Regions from separate parts of the Sus scrofa genome. Here region 2 is linked to region 1. Evidence: chromatin contacts called from public Hi-C data. All regions are on one chromosome and are shown on one strand. The core of a region is the stretch at or near the end of the contact, and the rest is flanking DNA. Distances in the headings are between cores, read along the strand shown.

The links. Hi-C and Micro-C count contacts between places; a contact is called where the count stands out from the background.
Region 2: a Hi-C map of retroperitoneal adipose tissue shows a contact between it and region 1, with 1.7 times the contacts expected there. The contact joins two enhancer-like sites. A contact is called at or near these places in 11 of 47 Hi-C or Micro-C datasets (blood, embryonic fibroblasts, fibroblasts and 5 more) and 1 of 2 datasets of contacts at active chromatin or transcription factors (skeletal muscle).

Annotation. Positions count from the first base shown.
Region 1 is chr5:76,960,837-76,967,833 of Sscrofa11.1, reverse strand. All of the region lies in intron 2 of LOC106510388 (a long non-coding RNA gene), which reads right to left. Among named protein-coding and RNA genes, the nearest start is that of SCAF11, 88 kb to the right of the region's middle. Within about 2 kb of position 3,258, at least 11 of the 83 cell types and tissues checked have an H3K27ac peak or open chromatin away from gene starts, as enhancers often do. A contact at or near this core is called in retroperitoneal adipose tissue, where this site is marked.
Region 2 is chr5:77,352,611-77,358,999 of Sscrofa11.1, reverse strand. The region is part of intron 5 of LOC106510390 (a long non-coding RNA gene); the gene reads right to left. Among named protein-coding and RNA genes, the nearest start is that of SLC38A4, 130 kb to the left of the region's middle. Within about 2 kb of position 3,484, at least 1 of the 83 cell types and tissues checked has an H3K27ac peak or open chromatin away from gene starts, as enhancers often do. A contact at or near this core is called in retroperitoneal adipose tissue, where this site is marked.

The sequences.
Region 1 (6,997 bases), core at 2,009-4,508:
CAACATTTTTGAGGGACCTTAGAAAATGTTCCAAGGTGCAAAACTACTTAGAGACATACCACAGGAAAGGTACACTGTGGTGTATTGCTACATCTGTTGGCTACTGGCCATCCAAGCCACGGAGCACCGATGGCCTCAGTCACTCCAAGCTGTGCACGGTCTCTACTGAGATGCGACTACTGCTCGTGGCATTGACTACCGAGGCTAGCCATCTTCATCATGCTCTGACATCTGTGCAACCTCTTGCACAGTGAAGAGGATGTGCTTTATTCTCTGTTGTCAATTACTTGGAGAGTCCCACCATAGAGGATTGCTTGAACTTCAAAACAAGAAGAATTTTAATTCACACACAGAGATCCAGGATGCTGGAAAAGCCAGAAGGAGCTCAGAGGCCAAGGCTACAGCCTATACGAAGCAACAACTTCCCTCCAGCCCCTACTCAGTCCTTTTGCTAAGTTTGATTCAGCCTACCAGGGTTCGCCTTCTTGCCCTATGGCTTCTAACCTGTCCCCTACACACTTCAAATGTGGCACACAATCCCACATCAAATATGCTTGATTATGTCTACACTAGATTTTAAACAGTTTCAAGTTCTCCTCCACTCTTATGTGTGGAGAGAGCAGGTTCTTAAGGGAAAGAAATGTTGCTTTGGTTCACATTTTAGCAGCCAAGCCTCAATTTCAGCCCAGCAAGGATGGCTACTCTGCCTGGAATGATCGCTTTTACAGGTCAATAGTATAACTCCTCCTTTATTTGTCCGTCTTCATCTCTGGACTGTGAGCTGCAATAAGGGAGGAGACTAAGCCAACAGTCACCACGTTATACCCCAGACTCAGCATGGTCCTGAGCACATAGCAGGTTCCACAAAACATCTGTTGAAAACTGACAAAGGAGAATTCAAAATGATGCCGTGGGTCTACAAAGTAACAAAAGAGCCTCAATCCTTTAAATAACTGTCAACAACCTTTCTATAATACTAATAATCATTTAAGAATTTCTTCATAAAATGACAATACGTCTTATTCAATAAGCACATGATAAAAGATGGCAATGTCAGCTGGAACCCCAAAAACAATCTCGCCAAAATGTAGGGTTTCAATACTCTGTTCATCTTTGTATCATCTGTGAGATGTCACTGTTTGATGCATATAATTGAAGCTCTTCCCACAAATGATTTTTTAAAACTTTAAGTGTAGAAGACAGAGGGCCCAAGGAATATTAAGTTTTAAAAAAGAGGTGTTCGAGGTCTCTGGAGGGGAGGGTGTGAAGGAGGCATCTATGATTTATTACTATAAATGAAGGACATGCACATTTTTGTTTGTTTGGTTTTTGTTTTTTACGGCAGCACCCACAACATTTGGAAGTTCCCAGGCTAAGGGTTGAATCAGAGCTACAGCTGCCAGCCACGGCCACAGCCATAGCAACACCAGATCCCCGACCCACTGAGCAAGGCCAGGGGTCGAACCCGCATCCTCATGGATACTAGCGTTTCCACTGCGCCACAATGGGAACTCCCAATGACTTGCAAATTTAATGCAAGTTTTATGCAAACCAGAGTCCAGTATTCCCAATAAACAGCCGATATTCCCAGTAAGCAGTAATTCCTTTCTATAACAGGACCGGTGTAGCAAAACAACCACAGTAGTAATATTAATCTCTGCCAAAATTATAATCACTATGATACTTTCTCAATGGGACGAGGAGAATGTGACAGTCCCTAAAATGAAGTTCATCAAACAAACAAAAGACAGAATGCATTGATGATGGTTAGCCATGTGAGGGCTTGAGTTTGCAAACAGGACTGGCAGTTCACACTAGCACTGAGGTGCCCTGGTACTGTTCATTTGGGGCCACACCCCACAGGACAACAAGCTCCCTCACAATGCTGTGCCAGTGTTTCCTCACTCAGGCATAGAGACAGAGTATAGCAATGACTGTCCCTCCCTTTCCGCTGGGCTTGCCAACGGTAGGGTCACTTGGAACCAGTTCTGGGACCCTGTGGCACTGAGAAGAGACCACCTCATTTCCTGTGGATGAGAAAGTAGTCTGCAGATGTCCAGAGGCAAGTCACTACCAACCTATGTTGGATTTTGACAGGACCTAGAGATTCCCAAAGTCAGCTTTTCAAAGAGTGCGTGCTACTTAGATTAGATAACAGCCATTCTTTGAGGGACGTGTTTGTTAGACGAGTCCAAAATACAGATCTTTCATTTAGTATCTGACATGATTGGACCTGAAGAAAAAGCCAGGAGATACACAAATACCTAGAAAGGTCTTAGCCCCCACCCCCAAAGAAAATACAATGCTCAGAACAATGTAATCATACTTACAATTATTAAAAAAAACTGGAATCTAAAATATGGCACAAACATTCCTATCTACAAGATCAAAAGAGATTATGGACATGGAGTGCAGACTTGTGGTTGCCGGGGGATGAGGGAGGAAGTGGGATGGATGGGAGTTTGGAGTTAGTAGATGCAAACTATTCCATTTAGAATGGATAAGCAATGAGGTCCTACTGTACAGCACAGGGAACTATATCCAATCTCTTAGGGTAGAACATGATGGAAGACAGTATGAGAAAAAGAATGGATATATGTATGACTGGGTCTCTATGCTGTATGGCAGAAATTGACACAATGCTGTAAATCAACTACACTCTAATTAAAAAAAAAGATTCCATAAAAATATGATAATATATTGATATAATATAACCTTATATGTCACATCATTAATATGGAATTAATTTAATTTGATGGTATGTTATTGATAAATAGTAGTAACATATGCATAATAAATCCTTTTTATGCCAAAAATAAATAAATACATGAATATAAGAATTCTGAAAAAAATTTGGATTTTTTTTTAAACATTTCCACATGAAACTGGAAATAGAGACAACATTTTATTAGGTTGTGATTTGACACAGCAAGAGAGGTTGTCTACTCTGCAAGGCAGCTGGGTTAACAACCTGGACAGAACTGACGTCAATTCTCTTAAGCTGGCTCGTCAATTCAGCTCAACAGGTCATTTAAGTAAATGCTTGGTCTATTTATCTCTTTTTCAAGGAATTAACTGGTTGCTTGATGACATGCTCAAAGGGGTTTGCTATTTTAACATTGGTAGGTATAAGCTCTTATTAATAGCTTTTTAAAAAGGAGAAAGAGGAATAAAAACTGCTAGCATATATTTTAGGTACCTCAAACACACCACCACAGCCACCACCACTTCCTGTAAATTTTGAAAACTTCCTCACCCTTTCATCTCAACTGTTCAGTTCAGCAGCATTACAGAACAATAGGTCTGGTGCTATAGGATCAGTGTCTCATTTTAGAAAATGGTAAGAAGGGGTGTTAAAGTATATTGTAGGGCAAACCATTCTCTTCCACAATCAAGTTCCTATCTTGGCCCATAAAGTCGAAGCTTCCTCCCTCCCTCCCTTTGCTGTCAGCATCCTTGACCAAGGGAAGAGAAGTGATCTACCCAATTAGTATGACTGGGACGCTTAGGAAGTAGGAAATGAGTGTGCAGGGCACAGCCTCTGCCTCTTTGTCTTTTTCTCTTGGTCCCTCTGTCACTCACTATGGACTGACCTTAAGACAAACACATTTTCTGCTCTGAAATGCAAGAAGTGACTTCTACCCCTTGGGGAGAGATTCACAGCCTGTGATGATCCAGCCCTGCCAGCAACTGGGAGGGTAAACTCAGTTCAGGGACAAAGAATTAGGAAGCCCACTTGGCCACAGAGCTATGCTGTGACCTCTAATCAGGTGTGTTTGTAATTAAGTTGAGATATTGATCTTTTATCCTTCCCTTCCAAACTTCCAAACTCAGGAGGGAAGGAAAGGGATGTTACTTATTGCTCCTTCCCAAAAAGTCAATACATTTAAATTCTAATTGTGTGTTATAGTTAATATTTTGATTTTTCATCTGACTTTCTAATTATGGCACCAGATTAATGCTGAAGCAGGAATGAAAGAGCCTGGTATACCTATCTATAAATATTGATGTTTTGGTAGACATTCACCAACCAGCTTTCTGGGAAGAAAAAGTTGATCATCTCTGTGATGTGAAATTTCAAGCCGCTCATGGTGGTGACATCACTGCCTCAATGTCACAAGCTGGAATTTACCAGCTGCAGCACACCACAATCTATAAAGAATGCTGAACTTCTGTTATTTCCTGAGAATTAAACTCCAAGGATTCTTGTGCCAATTTTATAAACAAACTACCACTTTATTAGCTCTTGAAACTAATAAGTGACTGCAATCCTTATTATCCAGCTGCCTGTTAAAGAAGAATCACCTACTGCAACATGCAGTTCAGATAAGATGCCATTAGTTGAATCATCCTTCTTTTCTTTTCTCCTCCTCTCTTCTTTCCTCTACCAAACAGACTGTTTGGCTGTCAGGAGCAGCAGCGGAAACACCCTGTGAAGGACTGTTCACAGCCTTTTGAGAGATGTGGATGACCATGTTGGCTAAAATGGAAAGTTAAGACACATTAAGGGGCACTAATACTTGTGGAATCCCCTAGCTAGGACCTCCTGAAGTTTGGAAGGCGTATAATGCATTGGAAAGAATGGACTTACAAGTGACAGAGAGTTGGATGTGAATATTTACTGATGTTTACTGGCTCTGCCACCCTGGAAAGTGAGTAGCAGCAGGCCTGTAATACATTCTCTCTCTTAATTGAGGAAATGTGCCTGGGAAAGAAAGGAAGATAATCCGGTTAATTTCCTTGCAATTACGTAGTGACAGACCCTCAGGCAAACACACTAACACTGCCTGTAATCCTTATCTATGGAATGCTTTGGGCAGGATGAACCTGATCTCTCTAGGATTGATTACCATGGTAATCAAATCTGAAATTTATGAATATATGGAATTTTGTTTCCTAATATCATCACATAATCTATGTAACTATCGGAGGATAAAATGGAGATATTTCATGAAAGGAACAGCTCTCTTCTGCATACACCACTGCACATGAGAGACACTTTCTATTATTCAAGGAGACAACTAGTCTCAGTGTAGCAAGAAATGACCTAAGAGCTGTGTTTGTGGGTCCCAGTCTTCTCCTTGCTTTATCTATGCCTTGAAGTTTTTCGTATCTATTGACCTAAAACAAACAGACCACCAGTTATTTCTCCAGCAAAGATGGGTTTACTTGGGATCAGCAGAGAATTGCAAATCTGAGTCTGCATCCATGGTGAGCTACATGCAAGTCCCAACATGTAAAGAGAAAGAGACTGCTTTTATAGAGGGGGGAAATGAAGTTGGGAGGGCTATAGTAAACAAAGATTCCATGACTTTTCATTGGCCTGGTCTTTGCCAGGAAAGAAAAGGAGTCTTCTTCTTGTCAGGCTCTGCTGTCATTGCAGGGCATGAGAGTTCTCCCTTTTGGTCTCCCATCTCTATTTATTTAAGCTTTCTCTTTATTAATTTTTTTTAATAATTTTCCCCTTTTGATCAAGATCGTTCTCTGAAAGCATCACTGATCAAGACTTGGTTTTACCAGTTTCGGCAGCTTTTTGTCCCTCAATACCAGGAAGACCCTTTCCTGGGTGTGGTGTCTCATGTTGGAGAGAAAATGCAGATTGGAAACCTATTGAGGACGCATGTGAGTAACGATGAGAGGTAGGGAGGAGAACTCTCAGTCACCTTTAATCTACAGTTCATATGTTGTCAAGCTCATAGACATGGGAGATCATCTGAAGTGTTATGTCATCATCAGAGGTTTGTTGACAAAATGATAAAGCGGAATCTTCACAGTGCACTTCTAGGAGATGAAGCCCTTTCATGTTACACCTTTTAATCTGGATACTTTGTCTTTCAGAAAAGACACCTTCAGAAAGAACCTCTTCGACCTTGCTGAAAAGGCCCTTATCAGGTATGGCCAACCAGCCACAGGGCCACCAAATTCCAGGGAATAGACTCTTGGATTCATGCAGCATACCTAAAGACAGCACCAAACCCTGGCTGAAACTTGCACATCTGGTGACACGAAAGTACAGATTTCCCAGAATTGAAGCAGATGACATCCATGAGATAGCTTTTTCAAGATGTCCAGACCAGGCCTATTGGAAATTTGTTAACAAACCACAAGTCAAACAGAGTAAAGAGGTTACTTCCTTTGAGAATGGATGTTAGTAACATGCGAGGGTCAGGAACAGCAGGGTGTTGTGGGGTAACACTGTTGTTTACTGCTCAGAGGCCCTGGCAAACCTCCACTCTCAGCCCTTAGGTTTTCTCCCTGGTAACATGAGAGTGTTGCAGGTGCTAGAAAAAGGGATAATCAGGCCTTGGGCCCTGCAGTCTTCTATTATGGGCATTATGCCTTGAAGGTCTTCTTTACTTACAGAATATTGATTAACTCTCAGAAGAGGTCTTGAGGAATCTTAATCTTGATGGGAGTTGCGCTGTGAATTTCGTCAATATCAGGGGAAGATTTTGCCCATAAGGAGGATGGTAGCTGATTTAATAGGGACAAATGATCAGTGTTTCTAGAATCAGCTCTAGTACCATTGAGATGGAACAAACAAAAGATGTCAAAGGGCCATTTCATGCTTCTAGATGACTGCTTTGGTGACTAGTATCAATTTTTAGAATTACTTATCCCTCTTGGGGGAAAAGAAATTCTGGCATATTTCTCTAAAAAGTCTTGGCCTAATAAATGGGTAGAGGCAAAGAAACTAAGGAGAAAAAGGTATGTATCTCTCAAAGGTCCTAAACAAAAAAGAAGATAATATGAGAAAAAGAATACATATATATATATATATATACATAGCTAGGTTACGTTAAACTTTAAAAAAAATCGAAGAAATTTTGGAGTTCCTGTCGTGGCTCAGCAGTTAGCAAACCCAATCAGCATCCATGAGGACACGGGTTTGATCCCTGGCCTTGCTCAGTGGGTTAAGGATCCAGCATTGCTGTGGCTGTGGTGTAGGCCAGCAGCTATGGCTCTGATTAGACCCCTAGTCTGGGAACCTCCATAT
Region 2 (6,389 bases), core at 2,235-4,734, 390 kb before region 1:
TGTGGACAAAACAGACAGCAGGGTTTGAGTCAGTGGTAACCTCAGCATGAATCAACAGCAGCTTGACCTGACACTCAGTGGCAGACACATGGTCTGACCTCACTGAAGAAACTGCTTTGAACCCTGGGTATTCCCAGTGAAAAGGGATAGAGGCCAACTCAAATGCGTGAAGAGGAAATTAAGCAGGATTTGGAAACCTGACCTCAAACTATACCATAGAGAAAAAAATCAAGTAAAAAGTAATTTAGTAGCGATGTCCAAATGGGAACATGAACAATGTCTTCTGATAACTTGGTAGGTTCCCTTCTACATGCTTCAGAGGATGAGAGGGAGACTGAAGATGACTCAGTGTAAGGAAAAAGTTCATAATTTTTGAAATAGCCCAAGAGTGGGAATGTTGCCTTGGGAATTTCATATCACTAGAGGAGCACAAGCGTAACAGGAGGCGAGAGGATCACTTGACAAGGCTTTTGCAGGAATCAACAGGGAGTTTGGAGTAAATGACCTTTAAAGTCTCTTTCGACCTGAATTCTGTGATTCTTTTACTCTAAAACAAGTATGGGAGAGCAGCCAAACAGGAGGGTACACTTGACATCTTAACTCCATTAAATTACCCAGATTAGTGGAAATTCTCCATTCACCATGGTGCAACATGGTGTGGATGGAAAGCTAGCCAATAATGAAGCCAGACAGGGCTCAAATATTGGCTCTGCTACTTGCTGACTGAGTAGATGTGGATTAATACTTGAACCTCTAGGAGCCTCTGCTTCCTGTAAAATGGGGATAATAGTATGCAACCTGCAGGCAGTATATGCAAGAGGTCTAACTCCAAAAAGATTCTCAGTCTATAGCAGCAGTTATTATTATCACCTGGGAGAACGTCTGAAAAACAATAGTCCAGCTATCATGATGCAATACTGAACTCAGCACAACTGGATGGACTTTACTGCCGTAAGTGAAAGAAAAATATTAAATCCAGTAAGGAGTGAAAAGAAGAAAATTATATCTCAACGTTAAGGAACTGTATCAAATGTCTTTCTTTGCCAGTGTAGAATCCTTCAGACTTTTGCATCTTTCCAAATTGCTCGAACACCTGCTTGTTTAAATCTCACAGAGGAGAGTGTAAAGTGATAACTTCTGGCTGGAACAAACACAGTTCAACCAGTAACGTCCGGAATCAAAGGGTGTGAGTGGGCTGAAAGCTGACAAATAGACTTATCTGAAAGAGACTTATTTCCACTCATTGAAATCCCAAGTAAGGGGTGCATGATCTCTCTGTAGAAGGCATATTTCCTTTGCCCTAAATATTATGTTTTCCAAATCATGAAGTTCTGCATGGAGAAATGCATCTAAGTTGCTATTTCTCCTTCAGAGTGATAAGGGAAAGGTGTGAGCATATTTTTTTTATTACTTTGTGTTTACCAAACTCTGGATGAAAGTACCAATCATGGTAATAGTGTAAATAGAGAGATTTCCTAAAATTTTCCCGGATCTGTTCCTTTTTTCCTTAGTTTTTCTTTTTTTTTTAATTAAAGTATAGTTTATTTACAATGTTGTGCCAATTTCTGCTGTACAGCAAAATGACCCAGGTGTGTGTGTATGTATATATATATATTCCAAAAGTTCCCTGTGCTATACAGTATAACCTCATCACCCATCCATTTTGAATGTAATAGTTTGCACCAAGATCTCTTCTTTAAGTTTAACTTCAAGTATAGAGAGCTGCATGATATAGTGGGAGCACCTATAAGCTCTGCCTTGCAGAGACCTAGCTTCTAGTCCAAGCATGGCTTTATTTTTCAAGCACAAATACATCACTCCTCAACTCAAAATCCTCCAGGGGCTAAAAACTCAAAGCCATTGCCACACCCATCAAGCCCTATACAATGTGTCCTCTCCCCTCACTACTCTCAGATCACATTCCCTGCCACTCTTCCCTCCATCCATTCATTCTGGTCACGCTGGCCTTTGAGCATGAGTCCTCCTCAGGGCCCTGCACTTGCTATTCTATCTGCCTGGAATGCTCTTTCCCCAGATATCCACATGGTTCATTCCCTCACCTCATTCAAGACACTGTGCAAATGTCACCTTCACTGAATATTTTATCTAAAACAGCACTCTCCCTCATCACCCTTTAGCCCTCATCTTGTTTAATCATGTTTTCTTAACAATTCCCATTACCTGGCTTACTATATATTTGTTTAATTTTTATTGAATATTCACCTTTCCATTAGAATATAAATTCGGAGTTCCCATTGTGGCTCAGCGAAAATGAATCCAACTAGTATCCATGAGGACTTGGGTTCGATCCCTGGCCTTGTTCAGTGGGTTAAGTATCCAGCATTGCTGTGAGCTGTGGTGTAGGTCAAAGATGCAGCTCGGATCCTACAGCTCCGATTCAACCCCTAGCCTGGGAACTTCCATATGTCCCATGTATGGCCTTAAAAAGCAAAAATAAAGAATATAAATCCATGAAAGCATGTATCTGTTTCGCTCATTGCTGTAACCCCAGCATGTAGAATAGAACCTACCACATGATAGGCACACAATAAACACATGGTGAATGAATGCATGAAAGAATGACTGGGCAAGACTCAATCCCACTCTCACTCCAATCTGTAAAATGACGAAGTTGTATCAGAAAATCTTTCATTTCTCTTCATGCTCTAACACTCTATAATTCTTTAGTTCCCTAGGGCAGTGTTCTCAATCATTATATTAGAAAAAGGAAAGAGTTTCCTAGTGGCCTGTAGTTAAGGAATTGGCATTGCCACTCCTGTGGCTCAGGTTCAACCCCTGGTCTGGGAACTTCTGAATGACAAGAATGCAGCCAAAAGAAGTAGCCAGAATGACTGATAAGAATTTACCACTTAGAATGCCCTGGTGGTTCAGTGGGTTAAGAATCTGGGATTGTCACTGCTTTGGCTAGAGTCTGATTCCTGGCTCCAGAACCTCCACACACTGCAGGGATGGCCAAAAAAAAAAGGAGGAAAGAAGAAGTTCCTAGGGAACAATGTGCTTCTGAAAGGCCAAAAGTTCTAAGTAAATATGAGATTATCATCAGCAGAACTTAAAGTATTGCTCATAGAAAAAAAAAAAAAATCTGTTCCCATTCTGTCTGTTAAACATATTCCTCAAAAGACACCGTTGTAAGTATCTGGATACCAACCTTTTGCTAGAAAGAGAATTTTTCCACTGCCTTGGTGGCAACTCTTTGACAGCCAATTCCACAATCACAAACCATCTTCATTTTGGAAGATTCCAGAGTTTGGAATGTGTCTTAGTCTGTTCAGCTGTTATAAAAAAAAAATTCCATAGATTGGGTATATTATCAAGCACAGAATTTTATCTTTCACAGCTCTGGAGGCTGGAAAATCCAAGATCAAGGTGCCAGCAGATTTGGCATCTGGTGAGAGCCTGCTTCTTGGTCCCCGGACAGCCACCTTCTCACTGTGTCACATGGTGAAAGGGGCAAGGGAGCTCGCTGGGGTCTCTTCCATGAGGGCAGTCACCTCCCAAAGGCTCCACTTCCTAACACCATGGGGTTGGGGAGTTCCTATTTCAACCTGTGAATTTTGAGGGGACAGACATTCAGTCTATACAAAGTAGGGAAAACGACAACTCGTTCCTTCAATAACACAAAAGAATTCAGGACTTGGCTACTTGAAATATGTGATGCTGAATGTCCTTATATCCACAGACAGCCAGTCTGAAGGAGAGGTTCTAGTAATGTTGAACCAATCAGATTGTCCTTAGTCTGCAACACCCGCATTGCGCTGGGTCATCATGGCCCCAGTTGCCCTCCATTACCAATTCTCTTCCTTCTACAATATGTTGAATAGCTTTAAACACTGTGTTGAAGGGTCCCTCCACCCTGTGTCAGAGATGACAAAGCTGAGAATCAGAATAAGAAACTCAACCTAGAATATTTTCCCTCTTGTATAAAACTGTTAAGTCAAGGGCTTAGAACAGAACAGAATAGGAGTTCCCCTTGTGGCTCAGCAGTAACAAATCTGACTAGTATCCATGAGAATGCAGGTTCAATCCCTGGCCTCGCTCAGTGGGGTTAAGGATCCGGCATCGTTGTGAGCTGCGGTATAGGTGGAAGACATGGCTCGGATCCCATGTTGCTGTGGCTGTGGTGTAGGCAGGCAGCTGCAGCTCCAATTTGACCCTAGCCTTGGAACTTCCAAAGGCCGGGAGTGCAGCCCTTAAAAAAAAAGAAAGGAAAAAAGAAAAAAAGTACATCATAGAACATAAAATACTTCTTGAGTGGCTGGGAGGGTGGTGGAGCCAGGTGTATCTGGGTTCAAAGCCAGTGCTATTTTCACTCTACCCCACGCCCTCCCAGGCCACATCAGGAGGTCAGGAAGTACAGCAGGATAGACCTAGTCGTCTCAAGGCTCCTCACTCCCTTGCATCTGTGATTCATTTGTAGCCAAAAAATGTCTGTCTTCTTAGAGTCATGAGAAAAATAAAGTACAGTTCAAAGTAAAACAAAGAGACAAAACGGAAACATCAAGATGAAAGCTCAGGAATTCTGTTTCAAATCCTGCCTCTGAGTCTTAACCACATATCACTTGGGCTCCCTGAACCTCAGTTTTCTTGTCTGTATAACAGTGTTATTTGTCTCTTTCTCGGAGGGTTACCCAGCACACAGTAGACCCTTGGGTTTTATATTCATTATAAAATGCTCATGAAAAGACTACGATCCGTCCAATCTCTTGGCCAGTTGGCTGGGCCAGCTTATTCACTCGTGAGACCAGTCCCCACTAGAGAACCCTGAACCAGCAAGAAACGCAGAAAGACTATAAGGAAAGGATTCTATTTCACTGTTGCGGTTAGGTGGCAGCATCAATATTTACAAGTCTGTCTCATCATTGTTGCTACAGCCACAGAAAGATCACAATCTCCTGAACTTTCTAATGAGACTGGGTTCTAGGTTTTAATCACTCCAATCCTAGATCTTTCTCAGTGCCTTTACCTCTTATGGAAACCTCTGGCAGCCTCACTGTGTAAGTTTAGCAGGAAAACACATGTAGGTTGTAGTTGCCCCCTGTTACAAGTTTTTATGTACAGATGTTACATAAATGCTTGTCCCCTGTTCCGTTCCTGACCTTAGACAAAGGATGATAAAATCTCTTAGATACCCTGGCAGACATTATCAAGAAAGGACATCAGAAATGAGAAGCTGAGGTCACCCCCTGTATATGTCCTTCACCCTCCCTCCACACTCAAGATACTATTTCTAGAACTTTCTGTTTCAGATTGCAAAAGCCTTAACAGCGAAGATGGGCTTCTGTGGTCCAACACTTAATTCAATAAAGATCCCCCTTTTAAAGGCTGATCCTGTCTAACAGGTGATTTTTCACACACTCTGAGACGTTTTTGCAAGTGAAAGGGGATTTTAACGATAATAATGGCAGGCGGCAGGCACAGAACACTGAGTTTGTGATCATCTTGTGCTTAATTGTGTTTAGAAACTATCCAATTAAAATATTTACCATCTTAATATTTTACGGGGGGGGGGAAACTTCTTCTTAGAAAATTTTTTAATGTAAAAAGTGTTTGTACTTGTTCTATACAAATAAGACTGCTTGGCCCCCAGGGCCAGTTGGTGTCAGCCTCCTTAGAGGTGGATGGAATCTTTAGGTCTTCTCTCCCTCCCCCTGCCTCTGGTCTATTAGCCCTTTGAGTCCTTTCTTTAAGGAAGGTCTCTCTGGCTCCATTTCTAGTAAGGACTTCCTCCTCTGACCCCCCTCTGGGCAAACCCTATACAATTATGCTTGTCTTCTCTCTGGAACTGCTTTGAAATGCTATGTTATTGTCATGTCAAAAAAAAAGTGTTTTGACTAATTTCCTATCCTAAACAATACTTGAAATCCATTTTTGCAAGGATGAAAATGCCAAACCAATTACTCATGTCCCCTAAAAAGTAAAATTTGGCCTTGGCTTGTTAAGAGGAATGTAGACACAGAGACAGAGACAGTCCGTCGAAGAGGTAGATCTGGCTGCTGGAGACAAGAAGCACATGCCCAGGTGACAGATGTGTGTCACACAAGTGCCCGCCATCCACTGGGCAATTTCCTAAGAACAATATAGTCAGTATGTTTACTGGGAAATCCCACTGAAAAAAGGAGCATTATGAGTGCTCTTGGATAGTAGATATTAAAATTCAGACTAAATGTAGAAGTAGAAAGGACATAATGGGACAAAGTGGGGGGTGGAGAAGACCAAAGACAAAGGCTATGCTTCGTTGTTCTCTTGCTTTCTGGGCATGAAATAAACAAAAATGAGAATGTTTGTAACAAAAAAAAAATCTCCATTCTTCAAACTCCTACCTGACCACTTCAGGAGGGAGGAAATATAGACATGTGACAGAAAAGTAA